2 separate regions of the Muntiacus reevesi genome follow, and region 2 is linked to region 1. The links are chromatin contacts, called in public Hi-C maps. All regions are on one chromosome and are shown on one strand. The core of a region is the stretch at or near the end of the contact, and the rest is flanking DNA. Distances in the headings are between cores, read along the strand shown. Region 1 holds the start of SIAH2 (siah E3 ubiquitin protein ligase 2). Region 2 holds the start of SERP1 (stress associated endoplasmic reticulum protein 1).

Region 1 (6,708 bases), core at 2,778-5,277:
GCCCCTGATCTTCCCACCCCCCAAGCCCTACAAAATTCCTCCCAATAAACTTTATAGTCGGCAGCTATGTTGTCTCACGAGGATGTGTCCATCTGGTGACCTCATCCAGCTGGAAGATTTTGTTACTGATGTCAGCCTCAGGTTGTGATCTGGAGCCTCTGCGTATAACCTCAGACTCCAAATCAAAGGATGTGTGCCTTCAGGATGAAGGTTTATGGACTGGTCCACCGTGTGATCTCAAGTCACTTAACTCTTAACCTCTCTAGAGGCGCATGTTTCCTTGCCTGAGAATAAGAAAAGCAGACTCATAAAAGATAACCCACACAAAGGAGCTGGCATGCAGAGGGCCTCAGCAATCATTCCACAGAGCCGCTCTTCTTTTCATGGAGTTCTAGAAGCTGCAGGTCCTCAGGAGCTGAGCAGCCCAATCCCCTCATTACAGACGGGGACATCAGGCTCTCAGAGGCAGTCTCTCAGGCAAACAATGGCAGCACCAGGCAACCATGGAGAGCTGGCTTCTGGTATTTCACCCAACATGGGTTTTCTTCCCTAAGCCAGCCCACGAGAGACTCCGAGCAAGTGGGGACAAGGCCGCCCCTGTGACTTCCAGGAGCGAGCGAGAAGCACAGGGCTGGCTAAGCAGACCACTGAGCCGAAGTCTGCCACAGACCTCACCACTCTCTATTGATCTCAGCCTTCCCAACAAATATTATCTCAGTTGCTTGCTGGGCCTCTGTATCCATCCAAGTTTGATTTGTCCAGACTAACTGGCTGAGCTCCCCTGTCAATAGTCTGGATTACTGATCAAAGTTGAGGCGTGCATATTCCAGCTTTATAAATCGCACATGTATGTATTTACACAAGAGTGACACCCTCCCCCCCAGGTCACTTTCTAAGCTGGGTTCCTGGTCTGTAGGGGGATGGCTGACCTTGTTTAATTTCAGCTTGCAAAGCAATGGCTTTGTCTAACTGCAGTCTTACAGAATGGGACCTTTTTAGAAATCAGTGACATATACAGAAACACTGGATACCCTTGATTCCCAAGAGAACTCTTCTTCAAGACATATCAAATTAGGAAAGAATATATACTTCAGGAGGAACAAGAATTCTGGATTCTGAAAGTGAAACTTCACACTTCATATAGCATGTTATAACTGCCCCCATTCTCTAGGGAGCAAGCAACATAATGCTCTTATGATATTGCTTTAAAAAATATATTAGGGATAGCTTGTTCAGTCACTAAGTCATGTCCGACTCTTGTGACCCCATGGACTGTAGCCCACCAGGCTCCTCTGTCCATGGAATTTCCCCAGGCAAGAATACTGGAGTGGGTAGCCATTCCCTTCTCCAGGGGATGTTCCCCACCCAGGGATCAAACCCACATCTCCTGCATTGTCAGGCAGATAGGGACAGCTGACTGATATCAAATGCTCATTTGTAAAATGTTATTCATCTGAAGTCATTTCTTCTGTTAGCCACTGAAGGCCTAGGGGAAAGTGAAGGGCTGAGAAGATGGTTCCCCAGAAACCCTGTGGGGCATCCCCTACCTACTCACCCAGCTTCCACAAAATATCTCAAACCTCACATAGCCACTCTTATGTCACCAATCACCAAATCTTCCCTTGATCACTAGCTGCCTCCTTGTTCATGACCCTAAGAAAATTTTGAAACTGTTTTGTCTAAATTTAATGACAAACTACTACTGGGTTGGGTGCATTAGTAAGCATTACATGAGGTGGTTCAAAGCATGACAATTTATTAAGGTTGGCTGAAAACCCATAGCTCAGACACAATTTCAAACGCTTATTTGAATATGCTATTTTAAAACCTATTTGTGGCAGGGCACAGATCAAATTAAATCACTCATTTTACTGACATGTGTCCCAAGCTTCAGTTCTCTGGTGGATTATTTTTAATTTAAAAATAAGCCATTGCCCTATAAAAGTAAGCCGCAGCGAAGAGAAATCAATGCAAGAGAGCCTAAATGGCCCATGAGGTGCTTTACCAAAAAAACTCCAAAAATATTAATGACATTATTTCTAAGTTTAAAAAATGAACTGTATGGTAAAATTATAGGTTATAATGTGGTAATATAGATAGATATGTCTCTATCTGCTTCTGAAACTGCTCCTGAAGATTTTTACCCAAAAGATGTAAACTGATGTTACAGTATGACCACACAATGCAAAATTATGCAGCCATTTGAAATACAATGAGATAGAGGTAGGCTGCAGACATATAAAAATATGTGATGGACTTAAGTCAGCAAGCTGCAGAAGCCATTTTTGGAGAAAAACTTATGTGTGCATATATAAACCTTCCTGACATTAACATCTACCATTCTGTATTCAGCTGCGGAGAGTGTATTTATACATGGTTAGAAAAAACCCCATGCAGATGCATACTAAACCTAACATCGGTGGGAAAGGAGGCGAGACGTCTGGGTCTTTCACTTGTCTCAGTGATGTGGCCCCCCCCACCCACCTTTTTTTTTTCGCAAGAGCACTGGTAATTTTTTAACTAAACAAAAAATAAAGTGGTGGGCTTTAAAGAACTGTAACAACAGCTCCTGCGTGCCCTTCCAGTTAAATTCCCCATCAGCTCTCGTTTTCACCCCACTTTGTAAAATAACACAACTCCTCGGTCCTTGGAAGGCTAGGAGAGGGAAAGGCGTGGCTTACAAGGTTTTCTTGTTGTTGGAGGAAAACAGGCTGTAGGCGCCCTTTTTTTTTTTCTTTAAGCTACACTCCCGAGGGCTCCCACGTGTCAGGGGTGCGCAGAAGGCAGACACGGGGGGCAGGAGGAATCCAGTACCAGTCCTTCCAAGCCCAGTGCTGGCGAAGGGTCCGTTTAATTCGCTCCTTTCGCCCCTCCTCTCTCCCCCCCAGATAGTCAGCTTCTGGGTCCAAGTTTTCCTTCGGCGGCCCAGCTCTACCCAGGCTGAGTACACGTCTGCAGCGTACGCAGGCTCCGGGTGGGGACAGCGTGATCGCGTGCCAATCAGGCTGGGGTCAGTGATCGGGCAGCAGTCGGCCCAGGGCTGCTCCCAAAGTGGACAGGTGGCATGGGGGAGGGCGCAAACTTTTTCTCCCCCGTTAATAAGACAGAAGCCCACTGCCTCTCAGCGCCCGCGAATGAGCTGGGGGACACAGGAGTCCCGGGAGGTCGCTGGGCGGAGGTGCGTGGCTGGCAGCTGGGCTTACCTTGCAGGGAAACAGAACCGCCGAGGCCACCTTCTCCATAGCCAGGTTCCTGATGCTGGGCGTCAGGGCGCCGCGGCACGTCGGGCAGCAGCTCAACTTCTGGCGGCATTGGTTACACACCAGGTGCCCGGCCTGGCACTGCAGGATGGGGGGCAGGACATAGTCAAAGCACACCGGGCACTCGAAGAGCGAGGTCAGCTCGTGGTGCTGCGGAGACACCGGGCCAGCCCCGCCGCCGCCGCCGCCGCCGGGGCCCGAGATCACCGCCGCCGCGGCGGGCACCGCGGACGAGCCGGGGCCCGCAGCCGAGATGGTGGCGGCGGCCGGGGGCGCAGCCGGGGACGGAGCGTGCTGTGGCTGCGGCGGCGGCTGCTTGCTGCAGGGTTTGTTAGCGCTGGGGCCGGTGGAGGACGGGCGGCTCATCGCGCTCCGAACCAACCATGGAACTGCGGGCGCCTGCCTGCCGCGGGGCCGCCGGGGTCAAGGCGGTGCGCGCCCCGCGGGCGGCGGGCTCCGGGGCAACGCCACCGCGCCCGGCCCGGGACCGAGCAGCGGAGACGATCGGCGCCGGGCAGGATGGGGGGCCGGACCGCGCTGACGATCTCCTCGGTCCCCGGCGCTCCGAACACCCCTCCGCGTCCCCAAACTCCTCCTCCCGGCGGCGTCGCGGCCCCGAAGCCGAGCGGTGCGCAGAACCCCGGCCCACCCGCTCCCGGAGCGGCCGCTGACGCAAGCCCCGGGGGCGCGCGCGGACGTGACGCCTGGACACGTGTGCGGCCGCCCAGGCGCGCGGGGACTGGCAGAACCACCCGGAGCTGGAGCTCCGGCTCCGCCCGACTCCAGCTGGCAGCGCTGGGGACCGCCTAGCGCCGGCGCTTCCTGCCCGGGCTGCGGGCCCGGCCCGCGCCAGTGAGCATGCCCGGCTCGCCGCTGCCGCCGCGCGGGGTCTCCTTTTCCGGGCCGCGGAGGGGGCCGCCCTTCGGCGAGGCGTCGCCGGAGTTCCGTGGCCACACCCCGGGGAGTCACGCCGACGCGTTCCGCGGGCGCAAGCCGGAGGACAACTTCAGGCGGGGCGGGGCGGGACGCGGGTGCCCAGGGACCGGTCGCAAAAGGCCGAGAGGGTTCTCTTCGCCGGCTTGAGTCAGCAGCGCGAGGGGGAGGCGTGACCGCGGCCAGGGCGGCTCTTAGGCTGGAGCGCGGGGTCAGGACCCAGAGCTTTGGGCGGGAGCGGAGCAAGGGGCTGGGGATGGGTCTGCAGCGGGCGCAGGCCCTAGTGCTGGGATGTTAAGGGTTTGGTCCTGCTCCTCCCGGGGGGAGAGGAGGTAAACTCGTCTTTGACCGTCGGACCTGCCAAAGCCTTCGCTGAATTGAGTTGAGCGCCTCTGGCTTGCTAGAGGGCAGGGAGGGAGTTCGCGGACAGAGTTAACTAAAAGGAGCTCGAGATCGCCAGAGTCAAAGAATGCCAGAAATGTGGCTTGGGTCCTGGAAGCCCCGGAAGACAGTGGATGACGCTCCAGTACATCGCATCCTTAGATCCCGCGGAAGTCCAAGACTTCGACGGCAGGATGTGGGCCCTGGCCCCACACGCTCAGCCGCAGCCCTGGAGGGAGAACCACAAGTTAACGCGTACGGAGTTGAATTGCTTTTCTGCAACTTTGACCCACTGACCCTGGAATTGAGGCAATGCGCTATGTAGCTGGTACACAGGTGACAGCAGAGGCAGTGGTAAAGACTAGGTGAAAAACGGGCCTCTGCTTACCATCGGTGTGACTTTGGACAGGTTCTTTATTTCTCTGTGCCTCAGTTTCCTCATTTGAGAAAGTGGAATAAAAACAGTACCTATCTTATGGGTGGGATAGTGAGGATTAAATGAGTTTGTATATGCCAAGAACCTGGCCCATCATAAGAGCGGCTTAAAGGTTAGCAGTTAATCTTAAAAAGTAGTATTAGAGAATGTTTAATAATATTAATGAGTATCAGTGAATAAAATTTGTCCAAAAAATAGACTGTTAGAAGCCAGAAGAAAGTTTAGTCTTATACACGGTATATAGAAAGAGTACATGCAAGGAATTTGTGGCATTTGATCTAAATCTTGAAAAAAAATTAACAGATACGTTGTTCAATCTTAAGTAAACGTTTCCTGAGCATTTATTATGTATCAGCAGTCACTGTTGGACTCTGAAAATGGTTCTAGCTTGGTCTACTAATGGTAAGGGAACAATATGCTAATAGCCAGACACTCATGAAAGAGTTTCAGATGAATCGGTGTTCCTGTGAGGGGTGGTGGTGAAGATACTGTAGCAGCAGCTAAAGCACATTGAGAGAATGTTTGGGACTTGCGGGCCTAGGGGTGGTACATGGGAGCCTCAGTTGGCCTGATGAGACCTTTGCATCAGTGACAAGGGGTAGCCTCTAGGTTTTTGGAAGGCACAGTAATGTGGCTGAGCCTGAGTTTTTGGAAGAGTACTCTGGGAATACAAAAAAATAATAACTGATGTTTATTAAATGTCCACTGTGTGCCAGGAACAGATGGTTCTCAGGCCTCTGCACTAATCCTACAGGGAGGATATTAATGTTATCATTTCCATTTTATAGTTGAGGACACTGAGACGCAGAAAGACTTAATTTGCTCAAGATCACATAGCTAATCATGTTGGAGAGGCTTCAGCTTAGCTTTTCCCCAAGTTTTCTTTTTGTTATTTTGACCTTGGACTATTTTTTAAGTCTTTATTGAATTTGTTACAGTGTTGCTTCTGTTCTGTGTTTTGGTTTTGTTGATGCAGGTGGGAGGCATGGCTTCTACCAAGGATTGAACCCACACCCACTGGCCGGGAAGGTGGAGTCTTAACCCCTGGACTGCCAGGGAAGTCCCAGGGCCCTTCTTGCTGATCTTTATACCTTTCAGTAATACCCCCAAAACTGCTTATAGTCTGGTTAAAGAGTTAAGGTTAGCACACTCAACACAGAAGACAGTTCGGCAGCCTCTCACAGAGCACTGAATTTTGTGGGTACGCTTCACCTAACTTCTTTCCTTAGCTGGTCATAAGAGGAAAAAATTTAATCATATTTTTTGTTCCATTTTTACCTTTTCATGGCCTGAAGAACACAATAGCGACAATAGAGAAAAAAAACACCCAGTTTCACATTTATTGGAGAAAATAGAATATTTTCCACTTTTAATGTAAAAGCCAAGCAAATGGAATTTATTACACGTGCTTTCATTCTCTCCTTCTCTCAGTGCAGGTGGCTCCCGTTCTCAGGTCTCACTAGCTCTCACTTGAGAAGCGAGGTCCCCACACTTGCCACGTTGATATGAATTTTCAGTATTCCAGCCAGCTAGGCCCTGGTTGTTGTACACGCAGCTTGGTTTCAGATGGGAAAAGCAATTCTCTGCAGAGAGGATCTGGTTTATTCTTCAAAAAAAAAAAAAAAAAAACAAAACAAAACCCAACTAATCTATCCACTCTTAACCCTGGCAGATGCTTCCTCCCATAATACGGAGACA
Region 2 (6,708 bases), core at 2,685-5,184, 220 kb before region 1:
GGTAATTACATATGAAATACAAAGGGAATGCAACTTTACGTATGTAAAACAACTGCTCACTATGGCAATTTAACAATCAAATTAATAGACATTGTTAAAAAAAAAAATTCAATGTTTTAAAGCCAACTACCTACAGTAAACCAAGGGAAATTCTGATATGGAGATTTGGAATAGTTTGACTCAAAAGCAAAGACTAAGGCACCTGCTATGAATTTAGAACAATAAATTTCATTTTTAAAGGTACAATAAAATAGAATTAGTTAACCAAAAGGGAAACAAACACAGGGATTGATTTCCTGGGTGAGAAAGGCAGGTTAACAATGCAGATAAAAACGTGCTGGACCAAGGTTGACAGATTCCTTTCCTATTCCAGAGTAGTCAAGAACTATCTTAACCACTCCTCTCACTCACTCTCCCCCATACTTAGGGCTATCAGAAGCTTTGAGGTTCATACTGTATAGACTAGGTAGTAGATTTCCCTTCTGCTCCTCTTAAAACAGCTTATTTTAAAGAGAGATCCTGAGGCAATCAACAAAGCAAACAAGCAGCTTTCTCTCCAATTCATTAATAGGCAGACACCTCTCAGGCTTTTTTCATCAACCTTATGGCTAAGTATTTAAATAGCCAATACTTGAAATTTTCAACAGTACCAGTAAACCTCAAACCTGCCTTATCACTCACCCTTACCATTAGTAAAAAGAAAGTGTGATCAATCATAACCTGTAAAATCATACAACAAAGGGAAGACTAGGGACTCATTCTTATCAGTAAATCCATTTAATTCCCCTGACACTTTAGTCTGATATATCTAGTATCTTAACAGAATTTTAACCGTGTATTAAGAAAAGCATTTCCAAACTAAGTGTAACTTTTCAGTTGATGTGCCTTTTTGATATTAAAAGTGCTATCAACATGCTAAGATGTCTTACGGCATACTGGACTCAAAAGTGTGTCCTGGTGAGGCATCCATTCTTAGTAGTATTTTCCCCCTAAAATGTTGTTCACTATAACAGACCCCTTTGATATATTAAAGTAATTCTGGTGAAATCAATGGTGGTATTAAAAATCCTTCCCTGACTTAACTCCACCATGGCTACTTTTAGTGAAACTGAAGTGACTAAGTTATAAAATGCTCAACCAAGTTGTTTTCTTATGGCATCCTTGGTTAGTATACTCACTCATGAACAATCCAAGGTAGTGTAATAGAAATAATCACGTTAAAATAGACATTGTGGATGTAAGCATCTCCCTTTATATCGGGCATTCAGAAGCTTTTTAAAAAATTTTAGGTGCTAAAAGATTGTGGGAAAACTAGGCTAGCCGTGTAGTTGTTCCATTTATAAGTACCTTATTACAGGACAGTTACACGACCCTTTGTGGGAGTGTGCTTTCAATTCAAGAAACAGTAATAAAGCGCCTAGCTATATAAAAACTGTAGGATTCCAAACTTTAAATTAAGCTAACTGCATTTACACATTTGGGGTAACAAAATCTAGACCCTGTCTACATAGATTTAATCTGATTTTCTATTCTTTATCTTGTTCTAATAACCACATTAAAAAAAAAAAAAGCCAAAAACTTACTCTTTACTGACTGAATAAGTAGGGTCCACTACTGTAGCTTAACAATCAAATTTTATTGCTTTATTCATGTGGTGCTTTTGCAAGGCACTGTGGTATGGACTAGAAAACTTGGAATGACTTGTGAAGAAACCTTGGAATGACACATGAAGGATGATATGAACAGTCATTCTGAGGCAGGATGCTTTACTGAATTCTTTTAACCAGGATGCCAAACATCAGGAATGAGTCCAAGTTAAAATTCACAGGAGAAGGGAAACGGCTTAGGGTCAGCCACTTCACATGCCCATCCTGATACTCTGAATAATCTGGAAAATTGCTGTGAAAAGAAAGAGCAAAAATTAAAACATGCTTTGAATAAAACAGGCCTGGCAACCGACAAGTATTAAAGTAGTTCAAGAATCCAAGAACACCCTGACAATTACTTGCAAATACTATGTAACTTCAAGTAGTATGAAGACAGACCTACTGTGATAATACAATTACTTTTCTATGCCTTAGCTTTCCTGAATTTTATGGCTAAATGTCTAAGAGTTATCAAATAAGAAGTGATTTTTAAGAAAGAAATTAAAGTACCAAAGTGAATAGGGTTTTCTAGCATACAAGTATTTTGGTTTAACCCTAAGTATCAGGTGTACTTGGCCTATAATATATGCGTATTTCCTCATTCTCAGGAAATTGAAATTCAATTATCTTTAGGTTACATAAACTGCTTGGCTCTTGGCCATTTATCAGGAAAGCTTCTCCAACATTCAGGACACAGACAAAGGGAAATGGTTAAAAGAAACCTCCGGTGACTTTAAAACGTCAGGACAAGGAAAGCAGAAGCATGTTATTTCCATATTAACAGCTTGCTTATTAAAATAATAAATGAAGAGAGGAAAGACATTCTGTAATTCATTCACAGAGAAAAGAGTCTACCTACCACTCGAACCGCAGTCTGCCTTGATAACTAATTCTTCCTACCATATGTCAAACATTTCTTTCATTAAACTAAAAACATCTGTCTCACACATTAAATTGCCAATCAGGTACAAATTCCTCTACAATGGATTAATTCCTTGCACTAGCTTTACTTTACAAAACATAACCACTTTTGACTTAAAGACATTAGATTTTGGAACACGTTAGATTAAGTTTGTATAATTCCATGAACGTGAAATTCATAAGCTTCTCTTTCGCAAAGGTTGCTAAACATTCTAAATTCTCATTCTGGGAGGTGCTTTTTCTGTTTGTTTTGGTCTAATGTTTTTCAACTCGATAATTACTGAGGACCTGACCTCCTTTTCTGTTCTCCTGTGAGCGCAAATCAAACGGGGAGAAGTTTCTAGAGCACCACCCTCTGTACATATGTGGGACAAGTAATTTGGTTCGGACGAAAGAAAATTATAGGATCTCCCGGCAGGTGGGTTGAGAAGTGCGCGGGTAGGACTCACCACTCACGGGTCACCACGTCATCCCCAAACCCGTCATCCAACACCCAACCCGACGGTCGACCCCAAAACACTTACCAGAACCACAAACAACAAAAATGAAGAGAGCCAATAACCAGGGTCCTACAGACGCCTTCTCTTCAGGAGCATTTCTCTGCAAAATGGAAAATCCGCGGTTTGCAATGTAAAAAAACGCGCCCTCAGCCCGGGCTCTCACCGCCCGCACCCCGGGCCAGGCGGCCGGGTCCCCGCACGTCACAGGTCTCTCCCGCGTTCCCGAGTCGACCAGCTCCCGCACCCATCTGTTAAGCTCCCAGCTGAGGTCCAGCTCGCGGCCTCGGGCCCGAGTCTGGGAAGAGAGCTCGACGCGGCCCTGGAGCCCGGGCCTCAGAGCCGGCTGCGGGGCGGAGAGGAGCCGGCTCTTCCTTACCGAGGTCTTGGCGACGTTGCCGCGCTGCGTGATGTTCTTGCTGTGCTTCTCGTTGGCCATACGGATCCGCTGCTTGGCGACCATCTTCGCGGCGCCACCACCTGCCCCGGCCACCCCTCGGTCTCGCTCGCTCGCTGCTTCTCGGGCCGCTGCGACCGACGCTCCGCTCCCGGTGGCCGCGCCGCCAGAGCGAGGAGGCTCTCAGGCGGGGCGCTAGCTCCGACCGCTGGGCCTGGGCGAGGCGGGCTCCGGGGTCTGAACCCTAGCGGGGCGCGGGCCGACTGACGACGCCGGACTCTCCGGCCGAGCGAGGCGGGCGCGCGGGAGGTGGAGAGCAGGCCGCCAGGATAGTCTCGCGCTGCCGCCCTGGCCTCCGCCGGGAGCGTGGTGTGTAAGAGGAAGGAAACGACCACAACGCAACAAGGAGACAGTGCAGCCCGCCGCCTCAAGCTGCTTCGGGATCGGCTGCCAACGTCAGCACTGGACTGGCCCCGCCCCGCGGAAGTGCAGGCTCCGCCTGCTGAGGAAGACTGAGAGGGAGGGTGAAGTCCGGCGCTCCGACCCTAGCCCCGCCCCTCCACGCTCCGTGAAGCGCGGCCCCAAAGTTGCGCGTGCGCGCGTTCGAGGTCTTCTCAGTGTCTCGCTCCGACCGGAAGTGAATTGGCCCCGAGGCTCATGACCCAGGAAACACAAGTTCGCCGTCTCCACGCCGGAGGAGACGTGTTGGGGCCGGGTTCGGCCCTCGTGAACTCTGACCCAAGTGTCTGAGTTTCTCTTTCCGGGACAAGATGGCGCCGTCCACGCCACTTCTGACAGGTGAGTTCTGAACGAGCGAGCGACTGTTTCTTTAGAGCAGAGTTTTTTCTTTGACCTTGGGCACCACACGAGAAGCCTTGGAGTCAGATCCGCTTTTTTGTGGATTGCAGTAGAGCCGGAGGGCCTTTTGGATTTCTTGATGTAGCGTGGCAATCGGAAGTTAGGCCCTAGCGTCGGAGCTCCAGCATCCAGCCCCCGGCTTTTGCCCATCCATCATTCTTTCCTAACACTTCAAGTTCTACGGGAATAGCGAAAGGGGCGCAAGAACAGAGTGCTAGTGGCATTTGTTACCCGGGGTCTGCAGTACCGGTGGTACTCTAACGCTTACCAGGTCACGGGCCATGTTGACAGCGTGAGGTCATTTAGCTCTGTAAAAGGAAAGTCTATTGATACTAGAGTAACCACGCACATTAAATACACCGAAATTTAACTGACGACAAATCCTGTTCTCTTTGCTTTAATGCAGTTTGTGGGACTGAGTGGAGCTGTGCTACTGTAAGTTTTACGTAGACGAGAGTGTGGTCTAGGGTAGTAACAATGAGCGTTATAAAGTAGCAACGTTAGAACATGATGGGATTCCAGAGGTTTTGAAGCCGAGGCAGAGTTTATAATGTTGGAGAAGATAATAAACTTACTCAGATAATATCGGCGATGACTCTGGACTAGAGTAGTGGCTGGAGTCTCATATACGAGCTTCAGGTAAGGGGAGGGGAGTTGGTAGAGAAAAGAAGGCTTAAGTTACCAATAACTTAATAACATGTAGAGGGAAAAAGAAACCATCGAGGAAAGGGGCTACTTCCCCCTGAGACTTGAAAGGAACCTTAAAAAACTTTTGCACCTTTTGCCATTCTGCATTTGGAGATCTTTGTTGTCAGTGTTAAGCGCACCAGGCTCATTCATATTCAGTGTGGCTACCACAGTTCTTTCATCAAACATTTGTCAAATAATGACTGATTTGTTAGATACCTGGCCAGGCAGGTACTGCCTAAAAGCGTAATTACCTAACTAAATGAATTTATTTTTCTAACTTCACAAAGGTAGCGTGTATGTTACGTACAATTTAGGAATACTGAACTTTAAAAAATTGATTTAAATTTTTAAAAATTAATACATTTTTAATGTAATCATTTTATCTTTTGCCCTTTAAAATCCCTTTATAATCTTTTGAACTGCTCTTGTCATTCATTTTACGCCTTTCAACCTCATCCTATTTTGTTCTTCATCAATATTGAGCTTCTTTAAAACCCTTGAGCTACGTATTTCCTTAGTCTAACAATATCCTCTTTCTCTTGATTTGGCTGACTTCTTTTTATCTTTTTAATTTTATTTTAGACATCATTACTTTATGAAGGCTTTCCTTAGTCTTCCCAGATAGTCAGTCTTTCCTCAGGCTGTTTTTGTACCTCGTATATAGTTTTTTTTTCTTCTCACTTATCACATAGGATAATTATCTACTTGTTTAGATGCTTTTCTCCCCTGGTAGACTGTGAACTTCTTAATGGCAGGGATAGAGTCTTGTTCATCCCTGTCTTCTCAATACCAAGTATAATGCCTGGTATACAAGAGATACTAAATATTTAGTGGAAGAATAAATTAATGAAAGATAACCCCTTTATTTGTAGTCAGACTAACCAAGAATGGCAGTTTTCTTACAATGCTTAAAATCAGGGACTTAGGTTGAAATCAAGAGCTTAAAGAGTTATCCAGTCAGTCTTCTCATTATATTCTCACATTTATAGCAGCTCAGAGAAATTAAGTAGTGAGATTCACATCACAATTTAGTGAAGTTAGGATTATATTCAATCATTCAACCCCATGTTTCATTTTTCTTTCACTGGAACACACTGATTAATCTTTTAAACATTCTGAGTGTAGGTATTTCAGTCAACAATGGATCCTTTTACTTCTAAAGTATTTTTTAAATTTATGGGATTTTGGAGTTGTTAATGATTTTAAGATTACCTAGTAAATTGTATCAGTTATTATTTTTCATTGGAAATGACAGAAAGCTAAAACAAGTGAAAGGATTAAAAAAAAAAAGTCTCATGTACCTTAAAACTTTTACTTTTACATTCAGGTATTCTCATGACTCCAAAAATCTGTTTTTCTTCATCCCTAAGCTCTTGCTTTCTTTCAGGTTAAATTTATTCTCAGGATAATGTTTTAATTGGGATCTCCAGGTTTGCATTCAGCCAGCTCAGCAGCCCCTAAGGAAAGTGCACATCTGTACCAGTGTTAAGGTTGGCTGTCTTTGAGTTGGCTTTGGTCCTGTTCACCATTTAATTAGTCAGATTTATTTGTTTATTTAAGAGTCTTTTTCTTCCCCCATGTATTTATTTATTTTTGGATGTGCTGGGTCGTGGCTTTTCACAGGCTTTCTCTAGTTGTGGTGGCTTCTCTTGTTGCAGAAAGGCTCTAGGTGCCCGGGCTTCAGTAGTTGTGGCACACA

The links. A called contact is a pair of places that touch in the nucleus more often than the background predicts.
Region 2: a contact with region 1 is called in a Hi-C map of muscle, with 4 times the contacts expected there. The contact joins the promoter of SERP1 here to the promoter of SIAH2 in region 1. A contact is called at or near these places in 2 of 3 Hi-C or Micro-C datasets (blood and muscle).

The regions. Positions count from the first base shown.
Region 1 is chr8:92,318,101-92,324,808 of mMunRee1.1, reverse strand. It overlaps SIAH2 (siah E3 ubiquitin protein ligase 2), which reads right to left and starts at 4,027. Exons shown (of 2, transcript XM_065942507.1): 1 at 3,204-4,027. The coding sequence starts at 3,626.
Region 2 is chr8:92,534,663-92,541,370 of mMunRee1.1, reverse strand. SERP1 (stress associated endoplasmic reticulum protein 1) reads right to left here and starts at 3,934. Exons shown (of 3, transcript XM_065943697.1): 1 at 3,444-3,934; 2 at 3,092-3,167; 3 at 1-1,899. The coding sequence starts at 3,527. The coding sequence ends at 1,859. EIF2A (eukaryotic translation initiation factor 2A) reads left to right here and starts at 4,192. Exons shown (of 14, transcript XM_065943694.1): 1 at 4,192-4,259. The coding sequence starts at 4,232.